2 separate regions of the Mus musculus genome follow, and region 2 is linked to region 1. The links are chromatin contacts, called in public HiChIP or PLAC-seq maps. All regions are on one chromosome and are shown on one strand. Each heading gives the region's core, a stretch centred on a gene start, on an enhancer-like site or on the middle of the called end of the contact. The rest is flanking DNA. Distances are from core to core; before and after follow the strand shown.

Region 1 (6,500 bases), core at 1,146-3,645:
TACTCATCAATAGGAGTCACGGGACTCTTAACAAGAGACTGACCCATGACTTGCAGAAGTTTCACCATTTTCACGTTAAATGCCATTTCCTAGTTTTGTTATTGAGCAAAATGCTGGCCAAAAGACTCACAGTATTAAAGTTCACTGGCCTTTAGCATGTGCCCATGCCACAGCACATTGTGGGGGTCAAAGGGCAACTTTCAGGAGTCAGATCATTTCTGCTCCATCATTTGGGTGGTTATTGAACTCAGAGGAACCTCAAAGTAATAAAATTGATGCTATGATGTATTAATAATAAACTGGCTTAGGAAACACCAAGGTACACAGAGTAGAATTTAGCTAAAGGAACTCTGCCTCGTGCCTGGGAGAGAAGTGCCCTAACGAGGCTTGTGAGGAACTGTGGAAGAAAACTCTGTACCACAGTAGACGTTTAGGATTACTGAGAACGTTTCTGCTAATTCTTGGTCACCAAGACTGATTTCCAGTTAAGCTCTAGTCCCATAACAAGGCTTACAACTAGCCATTAGGCATATCCCCATATCAAGAACATGCCTCCGAGGGGTGGCTCAAGGGAGTAGCACAGGGTCACAACCATCATTAAGTCCTGGTCTGTCCTCAAGTTCTCTGTGCTCTCAACAGGAAACGTGTAATTCTGCCTGGTGGACAAGAACAAAAGGAACACTAGTGTACTTAAATAGTTCAGGCAATATCTTTGCTGAGTAAATCTCCCATTTGCCCAAGCAAGGGACCAGACCTGCCGTCTCTTGTGTCTGTTTAAACTTTCCAAAGTGTAACCTGGGGCTGGAGCCTGAAAGATTTATGTGAAATGCATAAGCCTAAAATGTAAGCTAACAACATCTTCTCTATAAGGCCTCCTCCCTGAGCATTAGACACACACACACACACACACACACACACACTATCATTAAAAACCATTTCCATTATTAATCCCTCAGTGTGCAGTGATTTCTCTGTGGCTGGGCATGGGAATCCTGTTAATCCTCTGTGTACTGAACCACCTTGATGGTCCAATTGAGTCAAAATTCTTAATTCTCAGCCAGCATGAAACGCAAAGCCAGTCCTAGGGGGACCCCTTTCCCTCCAGAGTCCTCTTCTGTCTTTGTATCCTGACTCATCTTCCTGACTCTTATCCACAGCCAGGGGAGACTAGCACAGGAATAGAGCTGTACTGGGTAAAGCAGTTCTCACTGTGGCCAAGTGCTGGGACAGTTGCTGCACAAATGACACTGATCTTGCTTTTGTCTGAGAGAATCACGAAATGTCCCTGCGTGGCCTTATTTTTTCGTGGTCTTACAATGGTCTGGTCAGAGGTGGGTATTATATATATATTTTTTTTAATTAGGTATTTTCTTCATTTACATTTCAAGTGCTATCCCAAAAGTCCCCCATACCACCCCCCCCTACCCACTCACTCCCACTTCTTGGCCCTGGTGTTCCCCTGTACTGAGGCATATAAAGTTTACAAGACCAAGGGGCCTCTCTTCCCAATGATGGCCGACTAGGCCATCTTCTGCTACATATGCAGCTAGAGACATGAGCTCTGGGGGTACTGGTTAGTTCATATTGTTGTTCAGAGGTGGGTATTTTTAAGGGCTTCATGCCTCAGGAGGGAATCTCAGCCTATGTTTTAAGATCCAGACCAACTTCTGGTTGCTCTATGTAATTTCTCAAAAGCTTTGACCACCTTTATAACTCAGACCTCCACATTTATGTTGCCTGTGTCTCACATTGCTCCCTCTACAAAAACAAAATACAAAGTGCCACTAGACTGGATAACAAAAGACATAAAGTGCATAGTCTGCCTAGAAAGAACACTTCAGAACAAGCTTCCTGATCGGCAGCTGGCCCTTTGAGAGAATCCCCTCTCCACCTCCCTAGTCAGGGCTTAATTGTTTTCTCTATAGCCCCGAGGTGAGCCCTAGGCAACAAGACACCACTTTTGCTCACAACCATTCTAGCACTTGGGAGGTTCCTGATCCAGTATTCAAAGCCAGCCAGGGCGGCATACTTTGAAGGTCAGTCCCCGCTGGGTGGTGGACCTTGTGTCAAAACCAAACCACACCCAAACTAAGTCTCGTTAATACTCTAAAGATTTATCCTAAATAACAAATTCGTATGTTGAACTCCAAATTATAAGCATAATTTGGGTTGTATCTTTAAAAAATTACCTTAACTATCAAATTGGCCCACAGCCAATTTGAAGGCTGCTCGCCCGCATTAGGAACCTCAATGTATGAAATACACGCACGAGCAGCGCCCGTAGAATGAGAGTGAGAAAAACGAGGAGCTCCACACCCTCCACTGACAGCAGGGCCCGCGCAGATTTCAAAAAAGGAAGCCGAGCGGGCGGGCCCGGAAATGGAGGCAGGCTGGTGGCCCCGGTTGGCGGGCCCCTCGGCGCCACTTCCGGCAGGGCGCGACCATGGCCGGAGGTCGGGACCGCGGGGACTTGGCGGCCAGGCAGCTAGTGTTCCTACTTCCAGGTAAACGCGGGAGGCGCGTGGGCCTAGGTCGCTGGTGGCGGCAGCGGCAGCGCGGGTTTTTTTTTTTTCCCAGGCCAGCACCGGTCCGCAAGGTCCTAGCGAGCGCGGACCCGGATTCGGTGCCCCGCGCTTTGCTAAGCATCCTGGTCACGTGTCACAACACGCGGGAAAACTCCAAACCCGGAAGCGACGGCAGCGTTTGCGCGGATTCCCTGGGGCGGGTCCAGCCACTCGGCCTGCGGCGGGCAGCGGGGGTCCCGGGACTCTGCTGTCCCCTGGGAGTTACTGGATCTCTGTAGCTCAGCGTCTAGAATCTTACCAGCTCCAAACCAGAGGTCGCAGTAGTCCCATGCTGAGCCGCTCTGCTGCTCTGGAAAGGCAAGGGTGGCCAGGCATAAGGGAGCCTGGATGGGGTTTATGTGAGCGTGGTTTGAAACAATTCCAGGACATGGTGACAGTCAAAAATCCCAGAACCAGGCCACTCAGTGTCCCTGTAGATGATGACCAGCTATCAGGGCATGTGGTGGCATGCGACAGCCATTGCCATATGAGGAGGGCAAGTGAAATAAATTTGGGTTAGGGAATGCAAGCCAGAAACACTCTGTCATTTTACAATGATACATTTGATGTTAGAATACGCGTGAAGAAGGAAACTTCCCAGTCACTTTAATTTTGAGTTTTAGTTTAGCAAATGCAGAGCATTTTTACAGCAAATATATTTCACCAGGGTATAGATATCCAGTGATGATAATTTTTATAATCTTTATGTAACGACCTGACACTTACTTTGGATACACAGCTTCTCTCCTGTGTAAAAAGTTAAACACATTCAAGTGTATGGATTTTGGGTTTGCAGCTCACTCAACTGAACCCTGTATGCTGCTGACCAAGAAGAGTAGCTTTCCAGCTAGCAGCTCATACACCCGTCTTCTAGAGAACCCCAGGCTTTCTGTCATCAAATTAGTTTTGCCTGCTTGGACCCCTGTGACTTTTGTATCTGTCTTCCTTCCCTCCGTACCACGTCTGCCAGATCCATCCATGGCTGTTCCATGGGTTTTGTTGGCTGGTTCTTAAAAATTGCTTCTGGTTTGCTGTATGCATATCAATGCTACTACTCTCCGGAGGATGGATGGCATTAGGTGTTCCTCCTGGTTTGCACCTAGTAGGAGTTACACCTCTGGCAGCATTCTTTTGAGGCTGTTGGTGGACATTGGCATTCATTTCTTCGGAGTGTCTGTATCCTGGAGTGGAAGCTGCTTTTGGGTGCTTGTTGGGTTAGCTTTAGTTCTGCAGAATGGTTTTCTGAAGTGGTTGATACGGCTTCGTCCTGACTCCAGCTGCCTATGATGAGTCCAGTTAAGCCGTAACCTCACTGATAGTGCTTGGTAAAGCAGCTAGTGAGAATTCCTGGTGTTGGTGAGCCATCAGAAGGCTAGCTGAACACCTTAGTTTAGCTGGGAGAGGGGAGAGCCTCCTTTCACCCTTCTGTTACATCAGTATATTTGATTTTTGTAGTAGGATCCCTAATCATTCTTTTTGCAATCAAACATGTTAATACTATATAGTAGTTTGCAATAATTTGAGGGGTTTTGTTTTGTTTTGTTGGCTGTTTCACTGACATTAATTTCCTTCTTAAAGTGTGTCATAATCGTACCAAGCACAAAACTGAAAAGACTCGATGTTGAATGCATCCCTCAAAGAGAAAGGTGTAGTAGATCTACTGGGAGGGAGGGGTGAGACGCATTGCCACCTGGTTTCTGTTCAAAGCTGAGGTGTCTGTCCTCTCACCTTTTTTTACCCTTCAGGCAAGGTGCTCTCTCACCTACTCATTAGGCTGATAGTGGTTGAGGGTTCTAAAACTTAAAACTTGGGCTTCCTGACTTCTGCTCTTCCAGGTGGCCTTTAGTGCCACCTGCAGGCTCTAAGGGTCCAAACACGTTTGATAGCAGCTATGGGGTCTGCCCTCCAATGTAAGGGCACCGGCCTCCTGGGAGTGAGACTTCATTTGTGAAGGTTCTGAGCTAGTCTGTCCTGGGCTAAGACCCAAAAATATGCTTGCTCTTCTAGTAAAGACTCAAGCACCGTTACTGGCTGGTCTAATACCCCCCGGAACTGCTGTATCGAGGACCAGCCTGGGGAGCTGGGGTCCTGGGTAACCGCACCTGAGGCTTGACTGCTTGAGGGTTCACTGTTCTGAAAGTGAGCAGAGCTTGTATACATTCAGGGCACAGGCAGCTAACCTTGGCTTGACATTTAATTTACATTCAAGTTGCCTCTGGTATGTCCCGAAGGTTACATCTTAAAGTTGATTACAGGGTACTTCTCAGTTTTGTTTTGTTAAGTTGAAGCCTCCTAGACAAAGGAAAGCTGGAACTCAGAGAGTGGACTGTGCTAGCTTCCTTTTCACAGACAAGCTGGGGTGTTGCAGCAAGGTGGAATGGGTCTTTGCATCTGGAATGAGCATACTGCACCTCCGATGTAATTGGGAATGCTACACTGCTGTTTAATTACTCTAAGACCAGTTACTTTGGGAACATGTTATAAGGTTCCAGAAGGTCATATTCTTAATACTGGTTTTCTTTTGTCAATCTGTTGTACACTTGTCTGGTCTACTGAGCTGGGCCAGTTGTGAGAGTTAGTCAGGAGCACATCAGCTCACTAGAGTAGGCAGGAGACTGCCTGCGGCTGTTGGGGAAGACTGTTAACAGGATTCACCTCCCAGGAAATGTGTACATTGAAAACCCTAGAGTTCTGGGGGCGGGGGGGGGGGGAGAGATGAAAATCACGTAGGACTCTTGTATATAGGCCCACATAGCTTGAGTAAAAACGTCCTTAATCAGCACCACCCACTCCTACCTCCACCCCACCCTCCCACCCGTGAGTGAAGAAGTTTCCAGATCGAACTGGGCTTTAGAGCCAGTCCTCAGTTCTGTTGAGTTCCCTCTGGGTACTGCAGAGCTCCAAAGGAAGCTTCCTTGTTTGTCATTTCCACAGGCAACCCAGATGTAATGGCCAGTTTGTTTGGAGGATAAAGGACAGGTAGCCTTTGGGGAGTCCCTGCCTGCCATCCTAGCCATTCGCGGGCAGTAGCTTTTCAGCCTGGGGCATCGTGATGACCACAAATGACATCTAAATACAAAACAAAGCAAGAATTAAAACTATTCTAAGAATTCCCATTTTAGAATTATGTTTTCATTAAAAAGATTTAAAAAAAAAGAATCAGTTATGGAAGGGAAAGCTAGTTTTCCTGTTTCATGATGGAGGACCTTTGCGTTAGCATTATTTCTGACTAATGGCTTTGTAAAACCGAAGAAACCGATCTTTGTTGGGGGTTGGAGGCAAGAAAGAAAGAAAAGTGTGAAATACAGGGCAAAGGAGGGGCTCCTCTAGGCTTTGTCAGGGACCCTAGGAAACAAATGACTTTTTCCTCTTCCCCAAGGGTTGGCACATGAACTCAGGGTAGAAATAGAAGTGGGCCTTTCTCCCTTTGTGTGCACACATGTTTGCGTTTAGAAACAAGCCTGTAGGTTGAAAGCTGCCCTTGCCTTGGCAGGTAGTAGAGAACCTGGCCACTCCATGTGTGGCCTTGAGAATACGTCTGCTCAGCTTCTTGGAAGATTGCTCATCATTTCCTGCAGGCCATTTCTGGGTTGTCCAGCATGGCTCACATTTAACATTTTCCACACGAGTGAACCTGGCTTTGTCTTTATACAGCGTTTCTTGGTGGGGCCCCGCTGACCTTTCTCAGATGGCTGTAGGATCTGCTTCTGACTGTGGAGCACGTTCAGGAGTGATGGATGGAATCCGTCAGTTGGCAGTGGGTAATCTGTTGGTGTAATCTTGTCCTCTTAGTAATCATTCCAAGAGATGTGGAACAATAAGCAACAACTTATGGCTCCCACAGATTTATCCCCTAGGGCAGAGTAAAAAACTCATAAAGGAAAGTAAGCCATGGTCTTAGAATTTGAATAGCATCCTGGGGACAGCAAAGGTGGT
Region 2 (6,502 bases), core at 3,475-5,974, 510 kb after region 1:
TGTACAATCCCAGGAGAGAACCCTAGTAGGGACTCTGGATTCTTGGTGACAGTGACTGGGAACTCCCTGACGGTAACAAATGTTGCACACTGGTGGGAGAGGTGAGATAGCTGAAACCCTGTCAGGGCAGGGATTGCAGGAGAACTTACTGTGCTCTCAGCTCAATTTTGGTGTGACTGCGTTTGTATAAAATAAAGTCTATTTCAAAAAGATAGGAGATGGGCTGCCAAATGACTCAGCCAGTAAAGGTACCCGCTGCCAAACGTGATGACCTGAGTTTGACCTCTGACACCCGCATGGTGGAAGGAGAGAACCAATTTGGGCAAACTGCCCTTTGACCTCCACACTGCTGTTGCATGCATCCCCCCCGCCCCCCAGTATAAATGTGAAAGGAAGTTTTAAGAAGGGTAATTTAAAAAAAAGATAGTAGGTAGGTAGGTGGACAGATCGATGATAGGTAGATAGATAGATGATCTAGCTTCATTCCTCTGTACATATAGAGCCTTACTTATATATATATTGTTTGGTTAGAGCAGGAGAAATGGAGAAGCTCAAGAGAAAGCCTGGCAAAACCTGGCAGAAAGCAACAAAACAAAAGTATAGAACCTTGTGCTTATTGTGTTTAGTCAGGCATTGAGGCATGCACCTGTAATCCCAGTACTCGAGAAGAAGAAACAGGAGGCCCAAGGCCAGCTTGGCCTATGTAATGAAACATGGTCTCAACATCAACAACCAAGTGGGAGCTGGAGAAGATTGTCTACTGCTCTGTCTGAGGACTCACATGGCTCCAGCCTCCTGTGCATCCAGCGCCAGCCACAGGATCTGACACTCTTCTCTGCCCACACACTTATCTCACTCACTCTCTCACATACACACAGAAAGAGAGAGAGAGAGAGAGATTGAATAAAGGTAAAACAAACTAAACAAACCCAAACAATAAGATCCCCCCCCCCCCCCCCCCCCGCAAACAAAACAGAAAACACCTTCATGGCAGGTCTCAGAACAACGGAGTGCAGGATAAACAAAGATACTGGTCTAACACAAGCATGCATTAACAGTGGAAAATCCAGCAGCCGAGATGGTCCTTCCCCGAGGGAGAAAAAAAAGAAGAGAGTCACTCCTCCTGCTGGAGGCCCTGCCTCCCACTGCCTTCAGTCTTGCTGTGAACTCTTTATTGAGTATTCTAAATTGGACTCTTGGTGCGCTCCCTACATTACAAACACTTGAAAACATGCTCTACAGTATTCAAGCCATCCTCCGAAAAAAGCAGAGTCAGTATTTAAAGGAGAGGGTCTAGGAATTTACATTTTCGGAAATTCCCAGGCATTCTGGAGGAGTTAGGTTCCAGACCCATCAGACCTTCGGGTTTCCATTTCTTTGTTTGTTGCTGTACTAGGTGTTAAGTCCACGGCTTCCAGTATGCTAGGCTAGGACTCTGCTATGGAGCGACATTGCTCCAATCTCCACCAAACCTTCCTACTCAGGGAGCTCACACAGCTGCTCAAAGGAGTGGGAAAGGCAGAAGGCATCTTTCTTTTCTTTTCCTTCCTTCCTTTTTTTTTCTTTTTCTTTTTGAAAAGGGTTTCCCTGCATAGCCTTGGCTGTCCTATAAATCACTCTGTAGAGCAGGCTGGCTTTGAACTCACAAAGATCCACTGCCACAGGCCAGGGCTTAGAATGCATGTTTTTCTAGTGTTCTTGACTGAAATGCAAGGTATTCTTCTGTAGAAGCATGCTTTCTCATGGTGCTCATATACTGTAGAGAGTTTGAAAGCAAGTCTTCGAGTAAGCAATATATAATTGAACTGGTAAGAAAACTCAAGTCTCAAACTGAATCCTAAGCTGACTTACAAAATGAAAGGCACGGTTACCTTTAATTTCTTATCCCCAGCCTTGTGATGTTTGAAAAGCTGAGGCTTTCACAGCAGGGTGGTCTGCCCTGATGCCTGACCCAAGCCCCACACTAGTAATCCATTTCTCTCCTTTGCCTTGAGAGAAAGGTGTTGCCTCCACCCTCTTTTCTTTAATTTCTTCCAATTCCTTCTGTCTTTCTCTCATTCTGTGTAACGGTTCTTTACTAGATACAGGGACATTCCTCTAAAACATCTTCATCTCTTCCTCCTCCTTTTATAACTATTTTATAACTAGGATCATCCGCCCATAACTTAGAGGTGGAGAAGACAGGGCTTAAGCAGTTTCAGCAATTTGCTTCAGGGCACCTTGTGAAGTCCTCACGCACCATCTCATTCCTTTGGTGTGAAACACCAATTCCTTTACCTCCACAGCCCTTTGTATCTTTCCTCAGTTGCCACAGATTTGGCCCTTGCTCCTAAATTCCTTCTTGAATTTAGGTTGGTGTACAGCTAGCCATTACTTAACTTCTATTTATGACTGACCCACTACCTCTGTGGGTCTCAGAATGCTGTATGCAGCTGAATTTCTGGGTATTTCATCATTTCATCAGATGACTCCGAGGCCCCAGGTCCCCACCCAGTCTTTTTTTTTGGGGGGGGGGAGGGGGTTCGAGACAGAGTTTCTTTGTGTAGCCCTGTCCTGGAACTCACTCTGTAGACCAGGCTGGTCTTGAACTCAGAAATCCGCCTGCCTCTGCCTCCCAAGTGCTGGGATCAAAGGTGTGTGCCACCACTGCCCGGCCCACCCAGTCTTTTATTACCAGTTTTGCTTGTGGAATGTGCCAGAAAAAAAATACATACTGTTTGTTACTAAAATGGTTTGTGGAGTCTCCTGTGACCCTGGCTTTCTTTGTCTGACAGACACCCTTTCATAATTGGCCATCAAAGACTGAGAAGTTGATCTAAAAGAAGTCATTTTAATCCAGTTATTAAAAATAGCCTTGGGGGCTGGAGAGATGGCTCAGCGGTTAAGAGCACTGACTGCTCTTCTGAAGGTCCTGAGTTCAAATCCCAGAAACCACATGGTGGCTCACAATTATCTGTGGTGAGATCGGATGCCCTCTTCTGGTCTGTCTGAAGATAGCTACAGTGTACTTACATATAATAAGTAAATAAATCTTTAAAAGAAAAAGACGTTTATTTAAAAAAAAATAGCCTTGGTAGTAGGTTATAAAAGATGGTTTAGCAACTAAGATTACTTGTTAGAGGACCTGGGTTTAAATCCAAGCACCCATATTGTAGCTCACAATAGGTTGTAAATACAGTTTCAGGGGGTCCACTTCTTCTGACCTTGCTGGGCTCCCGCACACATGCGGTACACATATTGGCACTCAGGCACACACACACACACACACACACACACACACACACACACACACAAACACAAACACACTATAAAATAAAGAAAAAATAGTTCTCTTGGGCCTGTAGAGATGACTTAGCAGTTAAGAGAACTGGACACTCTTCCAGAACTACATTTGACTCACAGCACCCACTTAGAGCTCACAACTTTCCATAACTCCAGTTCCAGGGATCCAGGCACACACCTGGCGAACAGACATACATGAACGGAAGACAGCCTTCTGACTGCTTTATTCCTTTCTCTCTCAATTCTGTACAAACACTAGTCTGATTATTTCACGTAAGTGGAATCATAAAATAAACGGTCCTCTATGATTAGTTCCTTTCATTTAGCATTTTGCTTTCAAGGTTCGCCTTGCTTTGCTATGCTAATGGAAATCACAGATATCTAGTACCCCACCGTTTCTTTTGGACCTGACAGTAGCAATGTTTATCCTTTGAAGCAATACTACATTCCCCCCCCCCCAAAAGAGACTGTTTTACATCCCCACCTGAATTGTAAAGGAGTTCCAATTTCCCCATAGCCCAGTCAACATTTTATTCTCCTTATTACAGTCATTCTATATTATATTGTGATTGTATTTATTAACTGTCCGTTGTCACTGGAAAAGCAAAAATGTTCAATTGCTAGGGATTGGAAACAAGACTGGACAAAAAGACTTAGGTTCAAGTGTGAGTCCTTTATTCATAATACAAAGAGAAGATTGATACCATGATCTCTAAACTCCCTCAAAGAAGCTTGTATGAGAGTCTCTTCTTCCTCTACCCTCATATCTCACTAAAACCGGTGGCAGTGTGACCCCGAGAGAAGTCTTGCTCAGCAGGGCTTGCTCTTTAGTTCTCCCTCTTAGATACTACACTATTTCTGCCTCTGACTTGGGCAATAACCCACAGAAGGCGCAGAGTTTCGTTTGCCCACATCTCTCCTGGGCTGAGAAGTGGGCGTTACTGCTTTCTAGAACAAGGACGTCGAGGATGGAGGAAACTACAACCCCCAAGAGTCCACGCGGTGCTGGCAAGAGCCGTTTCTCTACGGCCGACAGCACAGCGCCCTCTCCGGTGTGTTATTGTTAAAACTTAGCGGTGAGTCATCTGCGCGCATGCACACTCACGTCCCAACTAGTTTAGCCTCTATCCTTCCTGCAGGCGCTTTTCCGGTGCGGCTGACGTAGGCTTTTCCCCGCCCCCAGAGTCTGGAGAGGGTGGGGCTCTGGGCACGCGCATTCACAGATTTTTTTTTTTATGAGGGAGGGGACAAAGCTTTGGGTGTGGAAGGGAAAGTAAAGGACTGCGGGGCGCATGCGTCCTGACAGCACTGCGGGCCTCGGTTACTTACGGGCGGCGGGGCGGAAGTGGCTCCTGGACTGACGCACGCGCATTGGCTGCTAGTGCCCATCCTCCGGAAGTGGGTTGGCCGCCTTGCGACAGGGCCCCGCCCCGCCCCGCCCCCTGCTCCCCGCCCCCTACTCTCTTAGGTGGCGCCGGCTTGCGGCTAGTGTGGCGGCGGTGTTGGTTTTGGAAGCCAGAGCGGGCACATTCCCTGGACAGGCGGCAGGGCTATGGTCGCTGGCTCCCAAAGGCCCGCTCCGCTTCGCAGCCCGATCCTGAGCGCAAGCCTGAGCGTTCTCTTCAGCCAAGTCCCCCGGCGCGTTCGGCTGCTCCCCGGGCGCGCCCCCTCCGATGGCGGCGGAGATCCAGCCCCAGCCACTGACCCGCAAGCCGATCCTGCTGCAGCGGGTCGAGGGGTCGCAGGAGGTGGTCAACATGGCGGTGATTGTACCTAAAGAAGAGGGTGTCATCAGCGTCTCGGAGGACAGGTACTGACTGCTTGTCCCCGTGCCGCGCGGAGGTCCGGCCCTGGCTTGGTGGGAGGGTAGACCGCACCTACTGGTTCAGTTCCCAGCGCGGTGGCCTTGGCCTCAGCAACTGGTCCCTGGCGGAGTCCGAGTGGCCCTTGGGTTAACAGTGCAGGAGACACCAGACCTGGTCCAGTTTTGGGGATGGGAAGGGCAGAGGGAGAAGCCGCCCAGCTTTGCAGGTGTTTTAGCTTAAAGGACCCTCCATGCACCGGGATGATTTGGAGGCGCTGCTAGTTGGTCCATTGTTTGGTTACCCAAACGAGAAAGGGAACGTATTTTCTTTCTTCTATACGGTTCACCGAATCTGTGTATCTCCAGGACATCTTTCACCGAACCCAAGGACTTATTAAATTGTGAAGAGAGTAACTTTGGGCTTCTGCGTGTGGCGCCTTCCTTTCCTAAAAGTTTATGTCTTGGAGCTCAAGGGGAAGTGACTGGAAGTTGCAAGGGATCACTTTTGCAGACAACTGCTTGAGTTCCTTCCCTTTGCCTACTTCCTTTCCAAGATTGCTTAATTAGCAGAAGTAGCTCTGGTTCTGCCTTCAGGATTCCCCTTTTGCGCTGTGTTTTTGATTTCCAGAGGAATGCCGCTTGAATATAGGGGATAGGGTAAGATATCTGAAATTACTATTTGGGTAATATCTACAAGCATTTTAAAATCAGTTGTAGCGTGGCAGAGGTATGTAACTGTCTGGGTTCTTAGCTTCAGACAGGCAGTTAGGTTTTCTTATTATAAGTTAGTATCATGCCGAGGTAGAGTTATTCTGTGACTCTTAAAATTGCAAAGATAAAGCAAAAAGTGCTCACTTAAAAAAAAATCGTTTCAGCACCTAATGTAAATTCAAACATTTTTTACTTGATTTGTTTCTTAGGTTCTTGAATATAAAGGAAGAGTGTATTGCATGTGTATATTGCATATCGACCTCTGCATCATTCTTGATATGCATGGCGCCTACTTCATTTCCTATGCAGATCTGTGGGGAAACATTGCGAACATATGCTAATGGCAGTCAGTCCAGGAAGAACTGAAGAAACTGAGTGACGTGGATGTGGGAGCCGTTAGAGATTCATAAAGAAGTCTTATGACAGTGTTTAATTTTTTCCTTTGGTGCAACATGCTTAGACTGCATTAGACTGTTTCTGGGCTTAAAATTTGTCATCAAAGGATTATCTTTCTGGAATATTTTCTATAAAATATATTGAAGGAATATGTTGATAACTTCCCCTTTCCATTACTAGAGATGAGATTGATTCCCGATTTGTAAGCAATTCTTTAGTTCATTAAACTCAATCGGAGGAGGAGGAGAAAGGTTGTCCAGACCTCAGCTCCATGCTATTAGTTTAGAAACGTCTGATTCCCATTTCAAT

Evidence for each region. HiChIP or PLAC-seq counts read pairs in DNA pulled down with a chosen protein or histone mark.
Region 2: a contact with region 1 is called in an HNF4G HiChIP or PLAC-seq map of pancreatic cancer cells. The contact joins the promoter of Wdfy2 here to the promoter of Rnaseh2b in region 1. A contact is called at or near these places in 9 of 39 promoter capture datasets (the 3T3-L1 cell line, 3T3-L1-derived adipocytes, the C10 cell line and 5 more), 4 of 484 Hi-C or Micro-C datasets (cerebellum, erythroblasts, myocytes and 1 more) and 3 of 115 datasets of contacts at active chromatin or transcription factors (cardiomyocytes, extraembryonic endoderm stem cells and pancreatic cancer cells).

Annotation. Positions count from the first base shown.
Region 1 is chr14:62,329,673-62,336,172 of GRCm38.p6, forward strand. Rnaseh2b (ribonuclease H2, subunit B) reads left to right here and starts at 2,396. Exons shown (of 11, transcript NM_026001.3): 1 at 2,396-2,504. The coding sequence starts at 2,444. Gm41173 (a long non-coding RNA gene) reads right to left here and starts at 2,383. Exons shown (of 2, transcript XR_874686.3): 1 at 2,190-2,383; 2 at 1-656.
Region 2 is chr14:62,832,966-62,839,467 of GRCm38.p6, forward strand. It overlaps Wdfy2 (WD repeat and FYVE domain containing 2), which reads left to right and starts at 4,725. Exons shown (of 12, transcript NM_175546.4): 1 at 4,725-5,092. The coding sequence starts at 4,956. Gm26536 (predicted gene, 26536) reads right to left here and starts at 5,566. Exons shown (of 2, transcript NR_168886.1): 1 at 5,160-5,566; 2 at 3,936-5,055. Mir8098 (microRNA 8098) reads left to right here and starts at 4,756; the gene lies at 4,756-4,892.